Linked DNA regions of Macaca mulatta: region 2 is linked to region 1. A link is a contact called in public Micro-C data. All regions are on one chromosome and are shown on one strand. Each heading gives the region's core, a stretch centred on a gene start, on an enhancer-like site or on the middle of the called end of the contact. The rest is flanking DNA. Distances are from core to core; before and after follow the strand shown. Region 1 holds the start of LOC106993005. Region 2 holds the start of KIRREL1 (kirre like nephrin family adhesion molecule 1).

Region 1 (5,819 bases), core at 488-2,987:
CAGCTCAACACCTATAGCCGGGCCCCTGCCTCTGACTATGGCCCTGAGCCCACACCCCCTGGCCCTGCTGCCCCAGCTGGCACCGACACAACCAGTCAGCTGTCCTACGAGAACTATGAGAAGTTCAACTCCCATCCCTTCCCTGGGGCAGCCGGGTACCCCACCTACCGACTGGGCTACCCCCAGGCCCCACCCTCTGGCCTGGAGCGGACCCCATATGAGGCGTATGACCCCATTGGCAAGTACGCCACAGCCACTCGATTCTCCTACACCTCCCAGCACTCGGACTACGGCCAGCGATTCCAGCAGCGCATGCAGACTCACGTGTAGGGGCCAGAGCCTGGCTGGGGCATCTCTGCGGGGCAGAGGAGAAGGCTTTCACAGCTGTTCCCTGATATTCAGGGGCATTGCTCATTGCTCCCTTCTCGGACCAGCCTTCTTCCTCCCACCGTGGCAGGTGGGGAGCAGGTCTCCCAGAAACACCCCGTCCCGAGGATGGTGCTCTTTGCATGCCCCAGCCTCCTGGGCCTGCCCTTCCCTCTTCTTCGGGAGGATGTGTCTCTTCTGACCTGCACTCTTGCCTGACCCTAGAATGGGGACAGGGAAAGTGAAGGTTAGGGAGAGCAGAGGGGGCACTTTTTAGCATTCCCTTTCTATCCCACCCCTCTGATCTCCCATAAGTGGAAATGGGGGTACCCAGGGTGGGCAGGCTTTGGCCTAGGGACATGAAGTATGGGAGTGGGTGGCTGTGGCACAGACAGGTGGAAAACAGGATAGCCTGGCCAGTCCCTGTGTTGTTTGCATTCGTGCCCTGGGTGCATCTCTCCTTCCTCAGGGTACTGCAGAAGGGAGCTTGGATTTATGTTCGCTCTTGTCTACAGAACAGCCCTGGCACTGCATTCAAATCCAGCCTTCATTCAGCTGGGATCAAAATGCCAGTCACCTTGGCCCACTGTGGACAGCTGTCTGTCAGCATGCAGAGGGATCCAGGAATCCCCGGCAGCACTGCCCGCTTTCCTTCTCGTCTATGCTGGGCCAGCCAGATAAGTCAGGGTCCTGGTGGAGAAAGAAAGGCCAGGACCATGTCCTGATTGACCCAGAGACCGCTGTGTGCTGCGCAGCAGTTTCCAGAACCAACACTAGAGGGAGCCACACAGGTCTCCTCTCCCCAGTCTGCCCCACTTCCTGGCTTTAACTCTTGAGCTGGTTTGAGGAGTGGTGAGGTAGGGGTGGGGGGTGCTGTATAATTTTTCAAAGGAAACAAAAAACAATGAAAACCTCATTTGGGAAGAAAAGATGTAGGGATTCCCCCACCCAAATACAAGTCCCATTGGAAAGGAAAGGTGGTACCTATTCTTCTCCATGGGGTTTCTAACACCCTCCATTATTCTTTCAGTCTCCAAGCACTTTGAATCCATTTTTAAACATTCAGGTTGCCAGACCTGTCACACAGCGGGCTCCGATAGGGTTAGGGAGGGGGCCTGGCTCTCCGGCTCTACTCTCCTACCCTAGGTACCATCAGTTGGTTGGAGGCCACTTTCCAGGGGGTGTGGGAGACAGGTTTTGGTTTTTTAAGTGTCTTTTTTTTTTTTCTTGGACCAATCAGATTCCTTCTTCCACTTTCAGTGCCTTGAGTGTCAAGCTTTGGATGACCGACCCTACGTGGGCGGTTGTGCAGGGAGCGGGTACTTGTGAGCCTCGGACACACTGTTAAGTGTTACAGTGTTAGGAGAGAGATGGGTGAGGGGACCTGGAGAGGTAAGGGGCCTGGAAATGGCCCTGACAGAGAACTTGTGCTGACCGGGAGAAGGTGGCGCGGAAGGGCACCACAGGCATTCCACGGGCCATTCCTCCTCCTCCATGTGCACGCACATCCAACACACACCTTCCATGTGACTGCTTCTCAGCCACCACCTTCTGACCAAAGAGAACAGGAGCTCCAAGGAGAACCTGTACCCCTGCCCCAGCCACGCCTCCCTAAGAAGCAGTGTCTGGAGTTGCCTGTTTCCCACCTCCCCAACTGCATGTGCAGCCCAGTGGTAGGCAGGGCCTCTGGTGCAGTTCCCAAAATGTTCCTCGCCCTTTCTCCGTGGTCACCATTCATAACTCATGTTCGCTTTAATGAGTTACATGCTTATCAGCCACAGGCCATTACCGCCCTTACAGATGGGTCTGGGGGCGACATTCCTGGCCAACCCCTTGCTAGGAAGGACCAGATGATACCCAGGAAGCAAGTAGCTCTGGTTTTAACCTCGCAGGAAGCCTCTGCATCCTCCCTCGTTTCAGCAGGGAAAAATCCTGTGGACTGGGCCCTACCTGGGGCATTTACAGGCTTCCAGCTGTATTCCATCCCTGGAAGCTGATACCTTTCTATAGAGTCCTTTTATGAGAGCTCAGTGGGAAGGTCTGTCAAGAAATTCAGGTTCTTGTACAGACAAATTCATGCAAATTTATATTATTTTCACAAAAACCAGAAGCCATGGGTAATCCAAAGACTTAAAGTCTAAAGATGGTGGCTTTTTAAACATGAACATTCCAAAAAAATCGTTCTTGTTTTGGGTTTGGCTAGATTCTCTTATTTGTCCCTTTTTGGCTTAAGTATCAGTTTCATTCTACTGAAATGATGGAGAGAGGGCCTAAGGCTACTAGGTAATTGAGCTAATGGTGCAGGGAAAATGGTTGAGAAAGGAAGCCTAGTTTTCAGAAGCCTGACACAGAGCTAGTTCACTGTTCTCTATTCCTTAACACATTAACCAGAGCCTCTTGGGTGTCAAGCAGGCACCCAGGAAGGCACAGGGAAGCATCAGCAACCAAGGTCGTCTCTGCCCTCTGTAACTGACATGTTGGTGCCGTCAGAATCTGAATTGGAACCTACCTGAAGGGCCCAGTGGAATAGCTCTTCTGGGGAGTGGAAGGCATCCTTGATCACAGAGCTTTGCTGTTGAATCCTGGAGTCCTGCAACATGGCGGTGCCTCCGTAGTTGGTGATCCTGATCACCTTTGACGGCTTGTTTTAGTGGAAAGAGCAAGGGACTAGAGGTCAGGAGACCCAGGACCCAGTCCTGAAGCTGCCAAGGTTAGATCTTGGCCTAACTTTCTGTTCATTGCCCCCAATTTGTCTGGCCTGTAAAATGAAGGGGGAGAGTTGCACAAACCTAAAACTATTCTGGTTTTGTTATACCCATTGTGCTGCCAGTAGGGGTGGGACTGCCCATTGCTGGCAAGGAACTGGGAACAGTAGCAAGCATGGTGAGTGCTGGGGAGCTGGTCGGGGGGTTCTCTCCTGTTCGAAGAAGCAGCTTTCACCATGGGCTTCATTATCTTGTCAGACGTGTTGTGAATTAGTTTCCACCAGGGACCCCTTTATCCCAAACAACAACACAAAACACACCCTAAGCCTCAGAGTAAAGTTGATGTGGGGCTATCCTTTGGCTATTGGGTCATCTGTGCTGCTCCCCACTCATTTCTGATTGGTTTGCAAACGTGTCTTTTGCCAGGGCAGGGCATAGTATGCACATAGGCATATTATGTGCCTAGGTTTCAGGCACTGCTTCTGTAAGGGAAAATGGGAGTAGCCTTCCTCCACCCTGATCCTTAGGAACGTTCCTCCGGCCCAGGGACAGCTTGCTCTTCTTACCAAACAGGTGAAGCCTGCAGTCCAAGGTGCCTGGAGCCAGAGGTCGGGGAGTATGCACAGCTGCTCCCGCCTGAGAAGGAGCAGCTTGCAAGGGGAGCCAGTGGAGGGAAAGGGGTACAACAGTTTTGGAATACATTCTGGATCTTGAAAAGGATCTTGTGATTTTGGCTGAGCCATGGTCACTTCCCTCGTAAAGGGCCCGCCCTATATCCTAAATTCTGGATCCCTCAAAGTCCAGCCACAGAATTTGCATGAAGCAAAAAGCCTAGTCAGTGAGAAAGGCAAGGGTCCAAGATGGGAGCAGTGCTGTGCTCTCATCACTGTCTTGCTTGGAGTGAAAATGTTCATGTGAGCACCCTGTCTTCAGGCAGTGTGCTCTCCCCTTATCCCAGCAGGGCTACTTTCCTCTTCACTCTGAGGGGAGCTTTAGCTGCTTTCAAAATGGAGCACGTTGCACTGGAGTTTCGTGCCCTCTCGTTAACCTGTCAGGAGCCACAGTCCCAGGCTCCATAAAACGGAATCGATGTCTCAGTATACATGACCCACGTTCATAGCAATGTTCAGCCATTTGGGTTTGAAGAAAGCCGCATTAAAGCCAAGACCCCATTTGGAGCGAACTGTCTTGTTCTTTGCTGTGTGGAAGGTTCTGTCCCCACAGCTAAGCTCCAGTTCCTCCCCAAGCATCCTGGCCTCAGAAATCCTGGCTTCCCCAAGTTAGTGCTGTCTGACCTGAGCCAGGCCACCGCTTGGTGCCTCTGCAGGCCACTGTGCATGTTGATAATCGCCCAAAAGGATTAGTGAAGCTCCTGACCCTGGCAAGGCCGTAATGAACACTGAAGTGCACAGGCCAAGGGATGTAATTGAAAGGCATTTATTTTTGTGAAGACGCTATAAAATTAGCATTTAAATATCCCATTCCCTTCTCTTGGCCTCCTCCTATCCCCCTATGGTATTGCTCCTCCTCTCCTCAAGGCCAGGCTTTTTGTGAAAGGCATTGGCTCACCTTTGTCAGCGTGGTCCCGATGCTCACTTCTGGGCTGCTGGAGAGGACTGAGAGATGTGTGATTTGGTAGGAAGGAGGTGTGTGTGGGGGGTTAGTGGGGAATCCCATTTCTTTGCATCACTGTGAGGGAGCTCCAGGCCCTGTCCCTGGAGAAATAATTGCTGCGCAGAAGTCACAGGCCATACTGGGCAGTTCTGGTACAAACCTGCCCTTAATAATAATAAAATAATAATAATAACTCCATTTGCATAGAACTGTCACTCGTTCCTGCCAGTCTGCTGTCCCTACCCTGGTTTTTTGCTGGCCCCAACCACCGGCCTTGTTGAGTACTGATGGGCCCTGAGCTCTTCTGTTTGCTTCTGGAGCTCTTCAGATGCTGCCCCCCTGAGAATACCCTAACTCTGGGGAGAGAGCAGCCAAAATCCCAATACAATGAAACTCCACACAATCTTGTTAGCAACAGTGACCCAGAAAATTTTGAGGTGTCCAATTTCACCAGAAGAGGCCCAGGGCTCCCTTTGGTCACATTTTCTACCCAGCCATTCTTGGGATTGCAACATCCATTTCTAGCTCCAGTTGAATTTTCTCCACCCAGACCCCAGAAATAAATGGATCCATGATGATAATTAAGAGAAGAGAAAAAAAAGATATTATTTTTGTTAGGACAAACCATCGTAGGTTTTTAGCAATGTGTATCTGTGTGTCCCTCACACCTTTTCCTATTCTACTTTTTTTCTTTTTTTTAAAATATTATGTACTATATTTTTAGTCTCAAACACACTATATATTATATATATTTAATTTTTTTATATATATAAATATAAATGTTTTAAAAAGTACCATGTTTTGTGTTGTTTAATGCATTAACGGCTAGTTACTTAAAAGCCTGCCTGACTCTGGGTGATAGTTCTGGTTTGGGGAAAAAACAGGTTTGGACTGAAATTGCAGAAACAGTGTTTGTGCCACCTCCAGGCCATGGGGCAAAAATGTATTCTCTAGTTTGCCACTTGTGCAGAACCCTGAGGCCAATTATGGCAGTTCAGGGACAAACAGCTGGAGGCCCCCTGCTATTGGAACACAGCATCCAAATGTTCTGTGCCAGATCACATTATGGGAATGGGAAAGGGGGAGACTTTTCAATCCGAGTTCCAGATCCCAAAGGAATTGGGACAGGTGTGT
Region 2 (5,198 bases), core at 1,094-3,593, 110 kb before region 1:
TCAGGGCAGGGCATGGTGGCTCATGCCTGTAACCCCAGCACTTTGGGAGGCCGAGGCGGGTGGATCACCTGCGGTCAGGAGTTCGAGACCAGCCTGGCCAAGATGGCAAAACGCTGTCTCTACTAAAAATGCAAAAACTAGCCAGGCATGGTGACACACACCTGTAATCTCAGCTACTTGGGAGGCTGAGGCAGGAGAATCTCTTGAACCTGGGAGGTGGAGTTTACAGTGAGCTGAGATCATGCCATGGCACTCCAGCCCAGGTGACAGATCTAAACACCAACTCAAAAAGTTAAAGAATACTAATAATAAAATTAAAGGCCCTCAGGAGATGCTGTGCACAACTGGTGTTGAGGACCACTAGCTGCGGATGAGGTCTATGGGGTCTTAAGCTCTGAGATCTGGGATGCTGGATGACTTATGTGGAAGAGATTCTAGAGACGTGAGTTTGCTATGGACTGAGCTGGTGAGGATTTGGAATTAAAGGAAAGGGGGAGAGAAAAGGGAAGCTAAAGGACCAGAGGAGACAGGCCAGATTGTTGTTTTGGCTCTTAGTGAGCTAGAGAAACTTGGCTCCTCTGTTTCTAGGAACCCTCAGTTCCTTCAGGTCTGTGCCCAAATGTGGCTTTAGCAGAACAGCTTTCTTTGACTACCTGTAAGAACAGTCATTCCTCCTTCTCTCCCTCTCCCTAATCTTTTATCCTGCTTTATTTGTCTCCCATAGCATTTACCATAACCTAGTGTATTTAATATTTTTTCTACTGCCTCTCACTTTCCTCCAGAATGGAACATTAATGAAGGACTTTGTCCTTTTTTTTTTCATTATTGTCTCCCCAAAGCCTAGAATGGTGACTGGAAAATATCAGTCTGGAACTGAAGAAATATCTGTGGAATGTATGATTAATGAATGAACAAATGAAAAGCCCTATGTGTCTGTGTGTTGGTGTCTATCTGTGTACGTTCGGGATTGCAGTCCTATTTCTCTGGTCAAGGTATGGCTCTATTCTTAAACTGTGTTTGCCTGTGTTTTGGAACATATGAAGAATTCTCTGGGTCTGTGCATATGGGGCTTCCGCATATGAACTCGGGTGTTTTCCTGCCTTTCTCTGTCCTCTAGTTGTGTGTGGATGTGTCTGGACCACAGACTGATGTTAGGATCTGCGGAGGAAAGAGGAGCTGTGGCTGCTACACATCAACAGAGGGCACCAGAGAGCCACGCACCTACTTTCAGGGTCAGAAATTAAGAAATCTTGGCGGGGAGTGTTAGATACCCAGGAGATCTGGGATCTGAGAGGAAAGAAGTGGAGACCTCTTTGGACCAACACATTATCGTAAAATTGTGCAATTCCTGCAACTCCTCTGTTCATCCCCAGGGTCTAGACCTCTAGGCGCCCCCAGCCACCCTGTGAGCAGAAGTATCTGGTCACGGATGAGAGGAGGAACTGGTTGCCAAACTGGGCCCTTAAGAAAGCGGAGATCCCTCCTGAATGCTCTCACGCTTCTCAGGAATTCCCTCCCTTCCTAGTTCCTCCATGTCCCTACCCTAAAAGATCTCAAACTCCAGAGTGCTTAGAGATCCTCTGGTGGCTGTCTTCTCCTCTGGCTTGCATTCAGGGAGGTGAGGCCAAGCCTTGGCCCTTCAAAGCCATCCAGTTGGCTACCTTCTCCTTCGGGGTGGGTGGGAGGCTAAGATGAACAAAGAAAGGAGTCAACTGTGCCTCTTCCAGGCCGTTAAGTCCTCCAACGCCTAGCCGTGCTAGACCTTGACTGGGTGAAGCCAAGGCAGGTCAAAGAGACAGCTCCCATTCACCAGCTCGGGCTTTTGTAGGTGGGGAGAGGCATGCATGCCTCTCCCCTCTCCAAGCATTCATTAGTCAATTGAGAATTCTTAATTTGGGGAATCTAGGGGTTAGGCTTTGGGTGTGGAATTTAAAAAGAAAGGTCTTTATGTTTATTTAACTCCCTGCCCCCCACCCCACTCCTAGACACACACACGGAAACACACACACACACACACTCTCTCTCTCTCTCTCCCCCCGCCCCCATCACATCCTCTGAGCTAGAGGCTGATGTCCCTCAGCCCATGTTCCTCCTTCACTGCTTAGTTCCATAGCCTGCGACCAAGATTGCGTCTATAAATGGGAAGGGGTGGGGTGGCCAGGGGTCCTGTTGTGCCTGCCCCAGAACCCACGACGGTCACGTTTTTCACCCCCTTTTGCCTTTGCCCTCAATTCCTTTCTCTCTTTGCTCTCCTTCCATCTCAGTTCCAGCGAGGGGTGTGCATGTGTGCCCGCGCGTTGGGGGAGGCGGGGGCAGGGGGAGGGCTCGTGGAGGGAGGTGCCGTCGGAGGGAGAGTAGACGTCAGGCGGAGGGAGGGAGGGAGAGAGGCAGGCAGGGAGGCAGGGAGGGAGAGAGGGAAGGAAGAGAAGGGGAGAGAATGGGGGAGCAAAGACCGAAAGAGACCCAGAGAGATAAAGCTTGAGAGGAGAAATAATTAAACGGGGTGGGCGACCAGAACGAGAAAAAGGACGGGGAGGAAAGAGAGATAAAGAGAATCGGAGGGCAGGGAAGTGAGTTTGTGCGCGTGAGTGTGTGCGCGCGCGCGTGTGTGTGCAGGGGCGGGCGCGGGCGGGCGGGGGGCGGGCTCCAGGGCTCCCCTCCTCCCCAGCCCGCTCCTCTGGCTCGCTCGCCAACTCCGGGCCCCAGCCGCGGGCGGGCGCACGGCGGGCGGACAGCATGCTGAGCCTCCTCGTCTGGATCCTCACTCTCTCCGATACTTTCTCCCAAGGTAAGGGCCCCCAGCCCGCCCCCGGACGCTCGGCTTCCCCCCGGGGCCAGGGCACTGCTCCCTGCTAGGGGAGTGCTGGGGTGCCCGGCGGCCCGCGGCCAGTCCCTGGGTCCGGACGCCACGAGGCGGGGGCTCGGTCCGGGCTCAGAGCCCTGGGGGAGGGGGCGCTGAGTAACGGGGTCTGGGGAGAATGAGTTTGCCGTTGATTTGCCCAACTTGTTTCCTCTGGCTGCGCGGGAGAACCAAGCATTGGGGCCGCGAGGGCTGGAGGTCCGAGTGAAACCGGGAACCGAACGCTTTCTCTCGCAGCCCTACAGTCCCTCGTCCTCTGAGGCCGGGGTTCCGGACGCTTGAGTCCAGGCTAAGGGGAAGGCTGGAATTTCGAATTTCGGGCTAGGGGGTGAGCGAAAAGCTGAGTCCCACCTCCCGAAGATGTTGCTAAGGGGATTCCCCCTACTCCAGCCCAGCCCCTCGGGGGTCTGAGTCTGAACCACGACTCCAGACTGCCTGGGGCTGCCCCCTCTAGAGGAAGGGAGGGGTGTCTCGGCGCCTCTAGTGGGGATTTGGAACCCCTGCCCGCGGAGGCTCTGGGTGGACAGTGGAGTTCCAAATACAGCTTCAGGCCCGCTTGATACAGTGGGGGGAACTCACGGGAGCGGGGGCGGAGGCGGTGGGGGGAGGGGGCTGACACTCTACTTGGGCTCAGGAAAGTGTTGCTGTCTGGGGCTTATTTGGAACTGGCAGGGGAGAGGCTGGGAGATGAGGGAGGTGGTTGAGAGAGATGAGGATGTCAGTGTATCCTGGGCAGGGCTGGGGTTGGGGGAGGGAAGAGGGCTGAGGGAACCAAGGGTCCAGACTGCAGCAGGGACTGGGGTCTGTGGGAGTTGGTTCTTGCCTGCCAGGTCTGACTCTAAGGAAGACTGAATCCTGCTGAACTCCCTCCCTCCCCAAAAATGGAGCTGACACACAGAAATTGACACACAAACACGGTAAAACATTCACAGACACTGAGACAGACTACTCACCTACTGAGACGGAGACATCCCCACAAACATCCTCCACACTGAGACAGACACATATACACAAAGACACTGAGACATCTGAGGAAGACAGATTCCTCCCCCAGATCGGCACACACTCACGCATTCATCCACCCGAACATTACAAGTATACACAGTACATGTATGCAGGCGTTTACAAGGACAGGACACACGCTCGCACGGAAACCAACCCTCTAGCAAACAAAGAAACTTGAACAGACATTCATATGGGCAGACACCTATGGAGATGTACAGACTGCAGATGGAGGAGGTGGTCTCTTTTAGGGGGTGTCTGGGAATGGATCTGGGTAGAACAGCCTCAGGCATGATTGCCCTGCTCTGTGTTCCCTTCCTGCATTTGTAGGTGGGGTGTTACGCTGGACCTTTCCTCTCCTTGCCAGGTCTCTTCCCAGCTCCGAAGGCAAAGCCTGGCTGAGTTGGTGGGGCCAGTCTTGATTCATCTCTCTGCACAGGGCACCCATGCCCGCCCCCCAGCACACACTATGATATAGGAAGGGCACACATCTGTGGTGTGAGCCAAGAGTGGGAGGTGGTGCTAAGGGAAAGGAGGAGGCCTGGCCCTGGGGTTGGCAGGCCAGGCCAGCCACTTGGCAGAAAGTTGGGAAGATGACTTAAGTTGACTGTTCAGCCAGGCTGTTGGCGTCGGGGAGGAAGGGGGTAGGCCATGGTGGTGGTGGAGGGGGGTCATGGTGGTGGTGGAGGGGGCCCCTGGGTCAGTATTGGTCTATGTTGGGGGCAAGCTTATGTCTGCCCCTTTCTTACAGCCTTACGTGTCAGCAACGTGGATACAAATGAGTGTTAAGGAACAAAAGCAGCAGTTAGCAAATAGGAGAGACATGTGGATTGAATTGGAGACAGAAAGAAGTGTGTGCTGTGTGCCTTTCTCTCTTTGGAAAGGAGTGAGTGGCTAGGGAATGCTGAGCTCCCACTTCTCGGCTCCAACAGGGGTGAAAGCAGGACCTGGTGAAAGTATCTGGGGTGGGGGGAGAGGATACCAGAGAAAAGAAAGGGAGAGACGAGACAGGAGGGGAGGGGAAATCACTAGTGAGTGTTGGGGGAAGCTTGGCAAGGGACTGGGGAGGAGGCAGAGAGGGAAGGAGAAGGGGTCTGGGGAGACTGGGACACACGTGGAGGTGGAGTGCTTGGCAGGACCCCCTTTCCTTAGCCTCCATCCTCAGAAAGGAGTTCTAGGTCAGGGACTGGGGCACGGAGAGAAGAAACGGAGGGGGGCGCTACAAGAGGGAGGAGGGATGATGGTGGGGAAATGGGGGTGGGGGAGTAGGTGTCAGCAGGAAGCCATAGAATTGAGGGGAGCAGAGAGGAGAGGGGAAGGGGAGATACAGCCTAGG

Evidence for each region. A called contact is a pair of places that touch in the nucleus more often than the background predicts.
Region 2: a contact with region 1 is called in a Micro-C map of CD4 T cells, with 8 times the contacts expected there. The contact joins the promoter of KIRREL1 here to the promoter of LOC106993005 in region 1. A contact is called at or near these places in 4 of 14 Hi-C or Micro-C datasets (CD4 T cells, cortical neurons, fibroblasts and 1 more).

What each region holds. Positions count from the first base shown.
Region 1 is chr1:108,853,990-108,859,808 of T2T-MMU8v2.0, reverse strand. It overlaps LOC106993005, which reads left to right and starts at 1,737. Exons shown (of 3, transcript XM_077941657.1): 1 at 1,737-2,178; 2 at 2,181-2,203; 3 at 2,205-2,490. The coding sequence starts at 1,737. The coding sequence ends at 2,363. KIRREL1 (kirre like nephrin family adhesion molecule 1) reads left to right here. Exons shown (of 15, transcript XM_015112606.3): 15 at 1-4,883. The coding sequence ends at 330.
Region 2 is chr1:108,961,170-108,966,367 of T2T-MMU8v2.0, reverse strand. It overlaps KIRREL1 (kirre like nephrin family adhesion molecule 1), which reads left to right and starts at 2,343. Exons shown (of 15, transcript XM_015112606.3): 1 at 2,343-2,788. The coding sequence starts at 2,737.